2 separate regions of the Bos taurus genome follow, and region 1 is linked to region 2. Evidence: chromatin contacts called from public Hi-C data. All regions are on one chromosome and are shown on one strand. The core of a region is the stretch at or near the end of the contact, and the rest is flanking DNA. Distances in the headings are between cores, read along the strand shown. Region 1 holds the start of SLC2A8 (solute carrier family 2 member 8). Region 2 overlaps GARNL3 (GTPase activating Rap/RanGAP domain like 3).

Region 1 (6,283 bases), core at 2,032-4,531, 93 kb before region 2:
GTTCATTCCAGGGTGCCTCTGGAAGCTTCCTCTTGCTTCTGGAAGCTTCCTCATGCTGGCTCCAGCTGACCCTCGGGTTCTCTGGAACCTGCCGCCTTCAGGCTGCAAATCCAGTACTGATTCTGAGGGAGACACACATTTGCGCCCTCCAAGCTCTTAGGCTAAAGACTTTCCTTCCAGCCCCAGAATCCTAGCTGGTCACCGCACAGGGAGCTACTGCTCTAACTCGTCAGCCCTCCCTACACTCCTAGAATGGGCTTCTGCTCTGGGGAGATGAGGACATCACCTTCTCCAGCTCTCCTCAGAATACTGTCTCAAGACCCACACGACCCAGGGTTCTCAGGGAAGTGGTCTGGGAAGGTGGCATCTTGGGCAGTGGCTGTGTGACCTTGGGCAAGTCCCCTGACCTCTCTGAACTTCAGTTTCTACATCTGTAAGATAGTCAAACATCCATGAACAGTCACAAGAGATAATAAGAAAACCATACCTGCCAGGTAGGCTAGGAGGATGCCTGTGACTACCATCAGCTGCACACAGGAGCCGAGCAGCCCTCGCACCTCAGGGTAGGCAATTTCAGAGATATAGACCTGTTGGTAATTAAGACGAGAGTGTACATGGGGTCCAGGAGTTCTTAAAACTGAAAAGTCTCAGCCATTCAGAGCTGAGGAGAGTCTCGACTGGGGTACTTGCAGGCCCAGGGGACCCCTAACTGCAGGTGCCTGGACATCAGAGCTCCCCACCATGTAATCCACAGCACATGTTTGAAGGGTACATATGTGGACACTGTGTGTGTGTGTGGGGGGGGGGGGGTGGCACAGAGCTTTTCACACTTTCATTTAATTGTATACCCTTGACAAAAAGCAAATTCTAACATAGTAGGTGTGTAGAGCTTCCCTGGTGGCCCAGTGGTAGAGAATCTACCTGCCACGCAGGAGATACAGGCTCCATCCCTGGGTGGGGAAGCACCCCTGGAGAAGAAAATGGCAACCCACTCCAGTATTCCTCCCTGGGAAATCCCACGGACAGAGGAGCCTGGTGTGATATAGTCTGTGGGGTCACAAAGAGTCAGATACGAGACTTGGCAACTAAACAACAACAGATGTGTGGTGGGCCCACAATTCCGCCTGTCTAACCACCTCCAGGAGACACACAGCTGCTGACCCAAGGACCACACTTTGGGTGGTGCCCTTGGAGTGAAAGCAGGAACTCTCTGCCTCAGTCACCACCAGTGACTGCCACAGCTTCCTCTGGGCTCAGGAGCCAGAAAGCGCTTGCCCACGCTTCTGTGTTATTCCATATCTTATGTCCACGACTAAGTCAGGTGTGTTTTTGCGCAGTAAAAAAAAAACACCAAAAAAATCCAGATATAAAATCCAACCTAGCTGCTGCCTATTATCCAGCAGATGCAGTTGAAATGAATGGTAGGTGCAAAGGGAGGGATTCTGAGCTACTGCTTTTAGTCTTGATTGGTTAGGGTGTGGGTGGTGGTGGACCACTCAAGCCCACGACCAGGAGCAGGTCACAGGACACCCAGCAATCCCAGCTGCCAGGGTCCAAGTCCTTCCACCGGCCATGCCAGGGCCAGGGCTGTGTGTGTAGGCTCTTGTGTAGGCATGGCCTGAGCTAACACCGTCATTCCCACCTTAAGGGCTCACAGAGGTGCTCTGCCCAGGGCTGCAGTTTCACCCAGACGTGTCCAGCTCCAAAGGCAGCCTGGGCAGTGCTGGGTCAGGAGGTGGTGAGAGAGGAGCAGGGGGAACGCCTGGAGGGCCGCTTTCTGAGCAGTGAAGGGGCGCACCATGTCCCAACAGTCTCTGCCCCTTGGGACAAACCACAGTGGGATTTTCCTGCTGAACTGTAGCCACTGGTCTGAAGGCCAAGGGGGATCTAAGCCATCGTGCGAGGCTTCTGTTGACCATCCACAGAGGGCACTTCATTTGTAGAGCCAAAGAGAGGCCCTGTTAAGTGCCACCACCCAGGGTTCAAGAAGTAGCATCACCACTGACTTTGTGCTTAAACCAAGGACTTGTGGCTCAGCTGGTAAACAATCTGCCTGCAATGAGGGAGACCTGAGTTCGATCCCTGGGTTGGGAAGATCCCTTTGGAGAAGGGAAAGGCTACCCACTCCAGCATTCTGGCCTGGAGAATTCCATGGACTACAGTCCATGGGGTCGCAAAGAGTCCGACACGACTGAGCGACTTTCACTTCACGTTCCTTTAAGCTTCATCTGTAACCAGGGATGGATAACAACAGTTCTTTCCAAGGCCCCATGGGAGTGTAAGGAAGATGGAGCAGGGGAGGGGCATGGTGTCAGGCACTCAAGAGGCCGCAGCCAGGGAGAGAATCAGGCCCCGAGTTCGGCCCCTTCCCCTGGGTCCCAGGGCGCCAGACTGGGGGGAAACACACTCACCGGGGCCACGAGCGAGGCAATGCCGCAGGCCAGGCCGGTGAGCAGGCGGCCTCCGAGCAGCATCCACAGGTTCTGAGCCGCGGTGATGACGGCGAAGCCGGCCACGAAGGGCAAGGCGCAGAGGACTAGGCTCAGCTTGCGCCCCGCGCGGTCCAGGAGCCAGCCGCCCAGCACGCCCCCGGCCGCGGCGCCCAGGGTCACGATGGCCTGGGGGCGGGGAGACCGCCGGCTGAGGGAGGGGGCGCCGGGGGCCCGCGGCCCAACCTCGCCCTCCACCCCACCCTCAGCCGCTGCGGGGGCAGGGGAGATGGGCGACCCCTCTCAGGGGAGCCGGGACATACTCGGCGGAGGGTCTCCGTGCCCGCCCGAAGCCAGGCAGCGCGGGGAGGGTCCTGGCACACGTCTTAGGGGTGGGCGAAGTAGGGTCCCAGGAGGGCAGGAGGGTGAGCCCGAGGCCTCACCCCGAACCAGGAGGCTGCGTCTTCGTCGAGGTGCGGGGCCGGGGGCGCGGCGCGCCTCAGGCTCGGGATGGCCGGGGAGCTGTAGCCGAGGGCGAAGCCGAAGCTGAGCGGTCCCAGGGCAGCGGCGAAGGCAGCGAGGAAGACGCGGCGGCCGCGGGGAGCGCTGCGGAGACAGGGGCGGTCGGTGAGCCGCAAGGCCTGGGCGCAGCGGATGGAGTGAGGCCGCGCCAGCGGACCCGGGTTCCCCCTACCGCTCACCTGCCGCCGGGCGGCCGTAGGAGCGGCTGGGTCTCCTCTTGGTCCTCAGGCGTCATGTCCGCGATCAACGCTTGCTTTTAGGGCTCTGACGCCTTGAACTGCCACGGGTCCCGCGAGTGCGGCCAGCACCGGCGTTTCAGCCAGGGCAACCAACAGACGGTGAGGAGCGGCTCCAGGCCGGGGTAAGGGAGCAGCCAATGGGAACGCAAGGCGGGGTTAGCTTCTGCTCTAGGTGCCGCCCTTCAAGTGAAAGCGGACCAATGGAAGGAAAGAGCCTGAGGGGTCTCTCACTGGAACCGTCCCCAGGACGGCCATCCAATGTATAGGCAGGGGAGGAGCTTGTATATGGCGGGGGCTCACACAGCCACCCAATAGGAGGGTGACGCGAGCTCGAAGGCGGGGTCATCTAAGAAACCGCGACCCACGCTGGCCAATGAGAGTGGAGGGTGGGGATTACATTTGCGCCGGGAACCGCCTCTTAATCTAGCTTCCACCAATGCAGCTAGGAAGCCGAACGGAGGCTGGGCACGTGGGTGGCGTCCGGGACTGCCCTCCCTCTCTTTGCGCAGCGCCGCTGACCTCCCTGGTTAGGGTCTGCAGTAACTGCTCAGCGTTAACCTCTGCTCTGAGGCGTGGGCAGCTCTGCCCACAGAGAGCCGCAGGGTGGAAGGTCTCCAAACACCGGTTATGGGCTGGTCTGTTCTCGGATCAGCTGTGTTTTGGGAGGCGTGGTCCTGGGCGCCGCAGCCCAACTCTTGTGCTTGTTAAGACTTGGAGTGAGGGCGGGAGAGCCAAGGTTGCTGACTGCTACGGAGCCACAGACCGATGACGACCACGACCTTCGGGTACTGAGAACCCGTGTTGGGCGGGGTCCCCCATGCCGCATAGCTGTGACTGATCTGGGCCTAAATGGTGAGCCCCATGGTCTCTGTTAAATTCCGCTCACTTCACAGGTAATCCTGACTTTGGAATCTTCATCTTAATACTACACCTCCCAATTTTGAGTCCCCTGCGGATGTTAATAGCGTCTCTCTACGTGTGTGCACCCTGGTCATTGGTGGAGGTGAGTATGAAGAAGTCAGGGCGCTGTAGAACGTCGCGATTTGTATGCCACATTCCCTGGGTGCAGGCAGCTGCGGTGGAGTGCTGTGTAATTCTGTCAAGAACCAGGACTAAGAGAGTAACAGGCTTAGCTTCTAATCCCTCTCTGGGCCTCTTTCTCTTCTTCTCTAAGTGGAAATGATAGTATCTATCATTGCAGGAGGGTTTGTTGTAGGGGCAAAGTGAAAAGACCAAGTACATTCCAGATAACTCAAATATTAGGCAGTATAATTAGTGCAGTCACCAGATTGTATTATCTTTCAAGACATAGGCAACCATCCCTCGGTTCTTCCTCGGTGTCTTGTGCTCCAATCGTAAATTCTTATTACAGCGCTAATCATTGCTTGTGATTCACCTGTCTACTTCTCTCCCTTCCCCAATGGACATGATCTTCTGCTCCAGACAGTGGGTACTGGATGTTTGCAGAGGGGATGGATGCTTCAGATTCCAAGGGCAAACTGCTGCTGCTAGACAGTTTACTTGGCAGTTCAGCCTGAGGGGTATGCAGAGAGGCTTCTGTAGACATGGTGATCCAGTGAGCCTAGCTAAGGCCAGTCAGCCCTCCAAGCCATGCGTGTGCACTAAGTCGCTTCAGTTGTGTCCAACTCTTTCCAACCCCACGGACTGTAGCCCGCCAGACTCCTCTGTCCATGGGATTCTTCAGGCAAGACTACTGGAGTGGCCGCCAAGCCATGAACCGTTGCAAACCTGCTCCTGCCCTCTGGCTGGTCATCTCCCTCCCCATGAGTGTGCAGCATTCACTTGGCCTTTGTAAGCAGACATTGCTGCCAGAGCAGACTCCCGCCTTCCTTTTATAAGCTAAGTCCATCAAACTGTTTAGTAGTGCCCACCCCTTGCCCATTCTACATCCACTCCTCAGATCTGTGACTCTTGCAAATCATGGGGTGGCTCTGATGCTGCCAGTATCTTTGGAAGAATGGTCTAAATAGCCCTTGGTTTTTCAATTCCAGGCTGAGAAGCAAGAAACTTCAGGGGAAAGAAAAAGATGACAGGAAAAACACACATACAAGCTCATGAGGCTTACAAATTATTTTAACACAAAAAACACCAGCCAGATCCAGCTGACACAAGGCACTCAGCCTGGCTCTGTAGGGTGGACAGGGGACAGGGCACAGTTCTGGGGTCAGAGCACTCACAGGTTCAAATCACTACCCCCTTTTGAATCTCAGTTTCCTTATTTGAAAAGCAAACATAGTAAAACCCAATCCATAAAGCTTTGGGTGAGGTCAAGATACAGCATGTAGTTGATCTTGCGTTTTCCCCTCTTATATGAAAAGGGCATAACAAAACACAAAAGAACAGGAGCACTGACGCTGCAAAGACTGTGAGGAGGCTCCTTTGGTTATGGACCCACCTGGGTACACTGAAGAGGCACTGTCTTTAGCACTCTGACCTCCTGCCTTCTGCTGAAGGGGACCAGGCAGCCTTCAGCTCAGATGTATCATGTGGGACTCTCTGAGCCACAGGTGGAGAGGAGAGCTCTCCCCACAGTATGCAAGGCCCACAAGGAGGTAGGGTCTGAGATCTATCGGATGGAGTCATGTCCAGCACAGACCTCTGCAGTAAGCGAGAAGACCTGCAGAAGAACTCCTCAGAGCCACTTCAACTGGGGAAACGACCTCGTTTCTTTTGATGGGTAATATAGGCAAGACAAGATATAATAAAATGGAATCTGTTAGACTAAAGCCAAAAGTAAGTTATCTTCTTTACACAGATTAAAAAGTTTACAATTGTCAGTGAAACTCAGTTTTCCTCCTTTGATCTCCCCTGGCTAGAGACTGATATCTCACTGTTTCCTTCAAACTTGGCCAAACTCACATTTTCTTCTCTCTTTGAGGATGGAGCAACAGAAGGTGGATACATGATAAGAGGAAGGCTACTCATTTGATTCATGTGAGAGAGCAAAGCAGACCAGAACAAGAGGAGGGAATTTGAGAATGATAATTTTGAGGATGAAGTGTAACTGTTTCTAGGTTGTATGATTTCACAGTAACAATAAAACAAAACAAAATCTTGAGACTCTTAACAGGC
Region 2 (6,032 bases), core at 2,512-5,011:
AAGGGAAGAGCAAACTATAAAAAGTGACCAAAAAAACCTTAGAATAGGCAATGGTTTCTTAGATACAACACGAAAAGCACAAGCAACAATACAAAAAAATAGATGAACTAGATGTTATCAAATTAAGACACTTTTATGTTTCAAAGGATACAATCAAGAGAGTGAAAAGACAACCTAGAGAATGAGAGGAAATTTTGGCAAATCATATCTGATAAAGCCCTAGTATCCATACTGTATCGAGAACTCTTAAATTGTAATAATAAGAGGAAAATAACTCAATAATGAAATTGCTTTGTAATTTTTGTTCACCAGCTTGAAAAACTTCAGACAGCTGTACTGAGCCTTTTAAAGCACTAACTGCTTTAACAAACTCAGAGCCTGCAGGTTTGTTTCCCTCTGAGTCTCAGGTTCCTCCATGATCTTTTATCAGGCAGGGTGCTAGCACTGTCCAGCGCTTTTAACTGAAGACCAGCTTGAGACTTTTTAAACCACCCAGGTGATACAGGATGGAGCTGCAAATTACAGGAGGGCTGGCCTGTGGCCATATAAAACCAGCCAAGGGGCTCCAACAGAGCACTCACGCTCATGGCTTTGGTGGAAACAAAACATAAGACAATAGCTGAGCCTTGGTATCGTATTTCCCACAGAAGCAATCCGAGACGGGACTGTGTTTTAAACACAACAGACGACAAGGATTTATTAAATCAGTAACTCCACCAAATGGTTTCAAGGATGTTAAGTGAACCACCCAAGGCTGTACTACTGGTGAATTGTGGGGCAGGATTTGAACCCAAGCAGCCTGACTCTAGAACTACTGCTGCCCATGATCCACTATAGGTGAGTTGCAGTCCCTGACCTTGTCCTCTGGTGTGAGGCATGGCCAAGAGACAGGGCCAGGTGAGGAGTGTTTGATAACCAAAGTATGTGGTGATCTTAGGACCACATGAAGGCTCCATTTAGGTCTTTCTGGGGAGGTATGGATTTCCTCTAGACACTGGTCTTGCTGCTGCTGCTGCTGCTAAGTCACTTCAGTCGTGTCTGACTCTGTGCAACCCCATAGATGGCAGCCCACCAGGCTCCCCAGTCCCTGGGATTCTCCAGGCAAGAACACTGGAGTGGGTTGCCATTTCCTCTCTTGGGGCCAAAGATGTGTTTATGTCTGATGGGACAAGCCAATGCAGTTTGTTCATTTCAGGCTGGGCTGAAGTTCTGTAAAATGTTGGAAGCAGAAAGATGTGCTGTGGTATAGTAACCTCTGGGTTTTCTGGGACTTAAGTTCTCCAAGTAGATACTCGGTGTGGTGGCCAGTAGATTTCCGAGCACTGGATAAAGAGCACTTGAGGCTTCTTCTCCCGACTTAGCTCCTGGGACACCCTTGGCGGCTTGACTCTGTGAGGATAGGACTGTCTTGTCTCACGAGCAGGACCACCAGGCGATGGCTGTTTCCAAGTTTCAGAAGCAAATTTCCCTGGGAGTTCTTTCTTCTATGCAGGTCAGCTGACATCATTCTGGACAAGAAGTATGTGGGCAGCTACTCAGGGGTTTAGCCCAAGTGGGGACTACCCCTTCTGCCTCCCAGCAAAGGCAAGTTACCACGTCTGGGTGAAGGGCTTTGCTAAGATAAGGCAAAGGTGAAGATGAGCAACAACTTACTGAATGCTGTGACTTTCAAGTTAAATTCATAGCCCATCACCAAGAACATGATTAAGGAGGCAGTCAGGAGGGCAAGGCTGGCCACCCAGCACTATCTGTGGGATCGACAACAACCATGATTACTATTACAGCTCTCACTCACCGAACTCTCACTGTATACCGGGCAGAGTGCTAATGGCTTTACAAGCTCAACTCGCTGAATCCTCTCAACAATCCCAAGACTGTTTCCTTCTCCCAGATGAAGAATATGGGCTCAGAAGGGGTCACACAACTAGGAGACGGGGGAGCTGGCATGTGAACCCAGGCCTGCCTGATGCCAAAGCTGGGGCTGCTGAAGCACTGCAGTGGGCCACCTCTCAGAGAGGCAGCAAAGAAGAAAAAGCTGGGGGGCTTAGCACTCTGCAGTTCTGGGGGTAGGCATTTAGGGATGGAGCAGACAGTGGAAGATTTATTTATTTATGGCTGTGCTGGGTCTCTGTTGCTGAACGTGGGCTTTCTCTAGCTGCGGCAAGCAGGGGCCACTCTTCATGGCTCTGCACAGGCCTCTCATTGAAGTGGCTTCTCTTGTTGCAGAGCATGGGTGGTCTCAAGTAGTTGTGGCACATGGACTTAGTTGCTCCTAGGCATGTGGGATCTTCCCAGGCCAGGGATGGAACCCGGGTCTCCAGCATTGGCAGGTGGATTCTTTACTGGACCACCAGGGGAGTTTGGCAATGGAAGTTTTAACAGAGAAAGGCCAGTGAGGCAAGGCCCTGTGGCCTATGGCACGGATGACCAGCAGAGCCTAGGAAGAAGGCTAGGGCCTCAGGCAGTGGCAGACAGGGACGGTCTCCTTTCCTGCTGTCCTCTGAATAAAGATAACGTTTTGTAATCACAGTCATTTTGCCTCTCTCTCCTGGACCTCGGCATTGCTCACATGGCAGTGCCAAGCTGACCAGTCCAGGAAAAGGGAAGAGCTAGGGTTCCGGGGACCGTTCACAAAGGATTATGTGAATTTGTCTTTGGCCCCATTCTGGCAGACCATCTTCCTGTGTCTCCCTGGCTTTATTACAGATCTATCAAAGGGTACCTTCACCCTATTAATAGCACCTTCCATATAAAGAACAATGGTACTTTCCCTTCCAGCAAAGCTCTGAAGAGCCCTACTGACCCTTCCCGGGCTCCCCTCAGGCAGGTCTTCTGTGGAAATGAGGATCACAGGCTGCTCACAGCTGTATCTCAGGTGCCATGATCAGGTGCTCAGTGATGTACAGGCCTCCTTACCTCATCTGAAGAGCCGTTTTCCACTCGAAACCTTCCGGCCCTTTGGATGGCTCCATCGGCATCACTGGAAATAAGCTGGGGAACAAAAGAGGACTCAGTTAGGAAGCTGTTTGCAACGCCCCTTCCATCTGTCTGTATCTGCCTAGAAGTTAAGTCAGATCCGGCAAGAGCTGGAGGGCCCAACCTGGAAACTGACCGTCTCTCGGAAGCTGTCAATCACGTTCTCACACAGGTGGCCCCATAGTCTTTAGGAAGCTGAAGAGTGAGGAACACCTAGCCCATGAGAGTGGACAGTAAGAGCATCAAATCTAAATTTGAACATATTCCAACATGGAAAAGCACTGAAAGGACGCTCCCTGAAAATCAACCTTAATAAGCGTCATAGGCGGACAAGTGCAGCTCACAGATGGCAAAAGGGAAAGCCAAGTCTCAAGTTCATCTGCCTTCACAGGAAAGCCTAAAAAACAATTAATGGCTGGCAGAAACTCAAGGCTCTACTAACATCACAGACAGCTCTTGTGCTTCATTCAGTTTCAGTTTCCAAAAGGCCAATTAGCCCTTTCCAAGGCAGGCAGACTGTATTTTAGCTCCAGCAATGTGATTCTTGCAAATAGTCTTCATTCAAGGAGCTCGAAGCCAGAAAGAGACATGCTTGTGTTCAGTCGCTTCAGTCCTGTCCGACTCTTTGCGACCCCATGGACAGTATCCCACCAGACTCCTTAGTCCACGGGGATTTTCTCCAGGCAAGAATACTGGAGTGGGTTGCCATGTCCTGCACCAGGGGATTTTCCCTGGCTAGAACCAAGGTTAGAACCTGCGTCTCCTGTGTCTCCTGCGTTGCAGGCAGATTCTTTACCACTGAGTCATCAGGGAAGCCCAGGAGTTAAGAGGAAATCAGGCCTTGGGCATCATTCCTCAAATCACTGACTCAAGATTTAACTTACCTTCTCCTAAATTGTCTGAATTTCTCAGTAGCAACTTGAGAGAATGACATGTCTTTTTTTCAACTTTTAAAATCTTCCCACAAATTTGCAGCAAAGATCTGCCAACGATTTCCATATCCCAGACCCATTAGAACATGCTTGCCCAGAGGGGCACTTCTCACCACTCTAATGCAAGACTCACTCAGTGAAAAGATACAAGGTTTCTTAAGAATGATTATCTCATGTTCTAACTTGTGTTTAAGAGACATGAAGGTGTGAAAATATGTGGAAATTTTTCACTTATCTTCAAGGAAACCTGTTTGTTTGAAAATGACTGATATACTTTTCCCATCATAAATACAAAAATAATAGAATATAATATTTACTGAGAGCTACTATGTACCATATATTCCTCTGGCCTTAATATTTGAGTCTCATAAAATAATACAAAGTAGATTCTGTCATTATTCTCATTTATAAGTGAGGAAGCTGAGGCAGAGGAAGGTTAAAATAACTAGGCAAGATTACATTTAGTCTGTGGTAGGCAGGCAGTGTGAACACAGGCAGTCAGATTCCAGAAGCCTGTTCTCCCCTGACCTCTACCCTACTTAACCATCCTCCATGGAATGTCCATAATAAGGTACAGTTTTTATACTTAACCTATATCCTGCAAAATAACTTTAAAAAAAAACATGAAGAAGATTTATGTATATGTTTAGCTTTGATGTTATCTGATCATTACACTGTTGATAAACTGAAAATGGGCAATAGAGGCTTTGTAGTAAAGAATTTAATTTACCCAGAGAGAGGTCTGGGGGTTTCCCTGGTGGTCTAGTGGTTAAGAATCCACCTTCCAATACAGGAGACTCGAGTCTGATCCCTGCTTAGGGAACTAAGATCCCATGTGCCTCGGGGCAACTAAGCCCAGGTGCTGCAAACTACAGATCTGCACACCCAGGAATCCAAGGGCCAAAACTAGACAGAGAAGCCCGTGTGCCACAATGAAAGATTCCGCATGCTGCAATGAAGATCCCATGTGCTGCAGCTAAGACTCAACATAGCCAGATAAATAAATACTTTTTTTTTTTTATTTTAAAGAGAGCAATACCTTTGTTCTGACCTTTATTCTCGGCTCCTGGGAGGTGATCTCTAAGCCCTGGGAATGTCCTACATGACTGTCTGTTTCTCTGGTGACTACTGAGCCACACGAGAGAGTATGGTGGGGGCGTTGGGTCTCTCGGTATCAGATCTACCTCTGGATACCAAGACTGAGATGGGCTTCCCTGGTTGTCACTACTCCACGTGTAGATCACACACGGTTGCCAGGAGGTGTTGATGCTGACCATGACACCATGGGAGAGGACAGCTGGAAGACCTGCATTTGGACTCTCCAGGCTCTGTCCCATGCGTTTGTTTCCTTGGCTGATTTTAATCTTTTGCTGTAATAAACAGTAAGTGAGCTTAACAGCTTTCTGCACACTCTGAGGTCACATCTGGATTTGGCAAGAGAAAGTGAAAGTCGCTCAGTCATGTCCGACTCTTTGTGACCCCATGGACTATACAATCCATGGAATTCTCCAGGCCAGAATACTGGAGTGGGTAGCCTTTCCCTTCTCTAGGGGATCTTCTCGAACCCAGGTCTCCTGTATTGTGGGCAGATTTTTTACCAGCTGAGCCACAAGGGAAGCCTTGGCAAGAGGAGAGAGCCGCAATCAATTACTAACGTCTGCCACTGGTATATAAAGAGAGAGGGTGATGCACACATCCTTGCATTAGAGGTTGGTAGACATACTCCTCACTCTAGCAGCGAGTCTCATCAGGGACTCAGAAGCTTGGGAGAAGGGCTGATCATCATTCACTGATTCACTCATTCATTCGCATAACAAATGTAAAGAGTGGTGGACTATATTCCAGACACTGCCGGGCACAGGCTATGATGACCTTTTCCTTGGCTGAGATTAGAACAAGAAGCTTATTGCTCATCTTGATTGACAGGTTCAAGAAGAAGAAAGGGAGGAAATATTGAATGATTTGATGGTTAGAAAGAATTCAGCTCCCTCTGAACAATCATCACAAAATTCTTGAAGACCCTGAACTTCCGCCTCCATCTAACACATTTAACGCTATCACCGTCACTCTCCCTACCACCAACCATCACCATAAGCTTGCTGTCATCTCTCCCTTGGGTGACTG

The links. Hi-C and Micro-C count contacts between places; a contact is called where the count stands out from the background.
Region 1: a contact with region 2 is called in a Hi-C map of blastocyst, with 2.6 times the contacts expected there. The contact joins the promoter of SLC2A8 here to the enhancer-like site in region 2. A contact is called at or near these places in 2 of 11 Hi-C or Micro-C datasets (blastocyst and liver).

Annotation. Positions count from the first base shown.
Region 1 is chr11:98,146,416-98,152,698 of ARS-UCD2.0, reverse strand. It overlaps SLC2A8 (solute carrier family 2 member 8), which reads right to left and starts at 3,281. Exons shown (of 10, transcript NM_201528.1): 1 at 3,131-3,281; 2 at 2,873-3,035; 3 at 2,412-2,618; 4 at 488-587. The coding sequence starts at 3,186. It overlaps LOC100847606 (a long non-coding RNA gene), which reads left to right and starts at 3,720. Exons shown (of 3, transcript XR_003037281.2): 1 at 3,720-3,975; 2 at 4,084-4,193; 3 at 6,090-6,278. It also overlaps a transcript of GARNL3 not described here.
Region 2 is chr11:98,053,655-98,059,686 of ARS-UCD2.0, reverse strand. GARNL3 (GTPase activating Rap/RanGAP domain like 3) reads right to left here. Exons shown (of 23, transcript NM_001077872.2): 2 at 2,917-2,991. Among named protein-coding and RNA genes, the nearest start is that of TRNAG-UCC, 9.0 kb to the left of the region's middle. Within about 2 kb of position 3,761, at least 8 of the 102 cell types and tissues checked have an H3K27ac peak or open chromatin away from gene starts, as enhancers often do. A contact at or near this core is called in blastocyst, where this site is marked.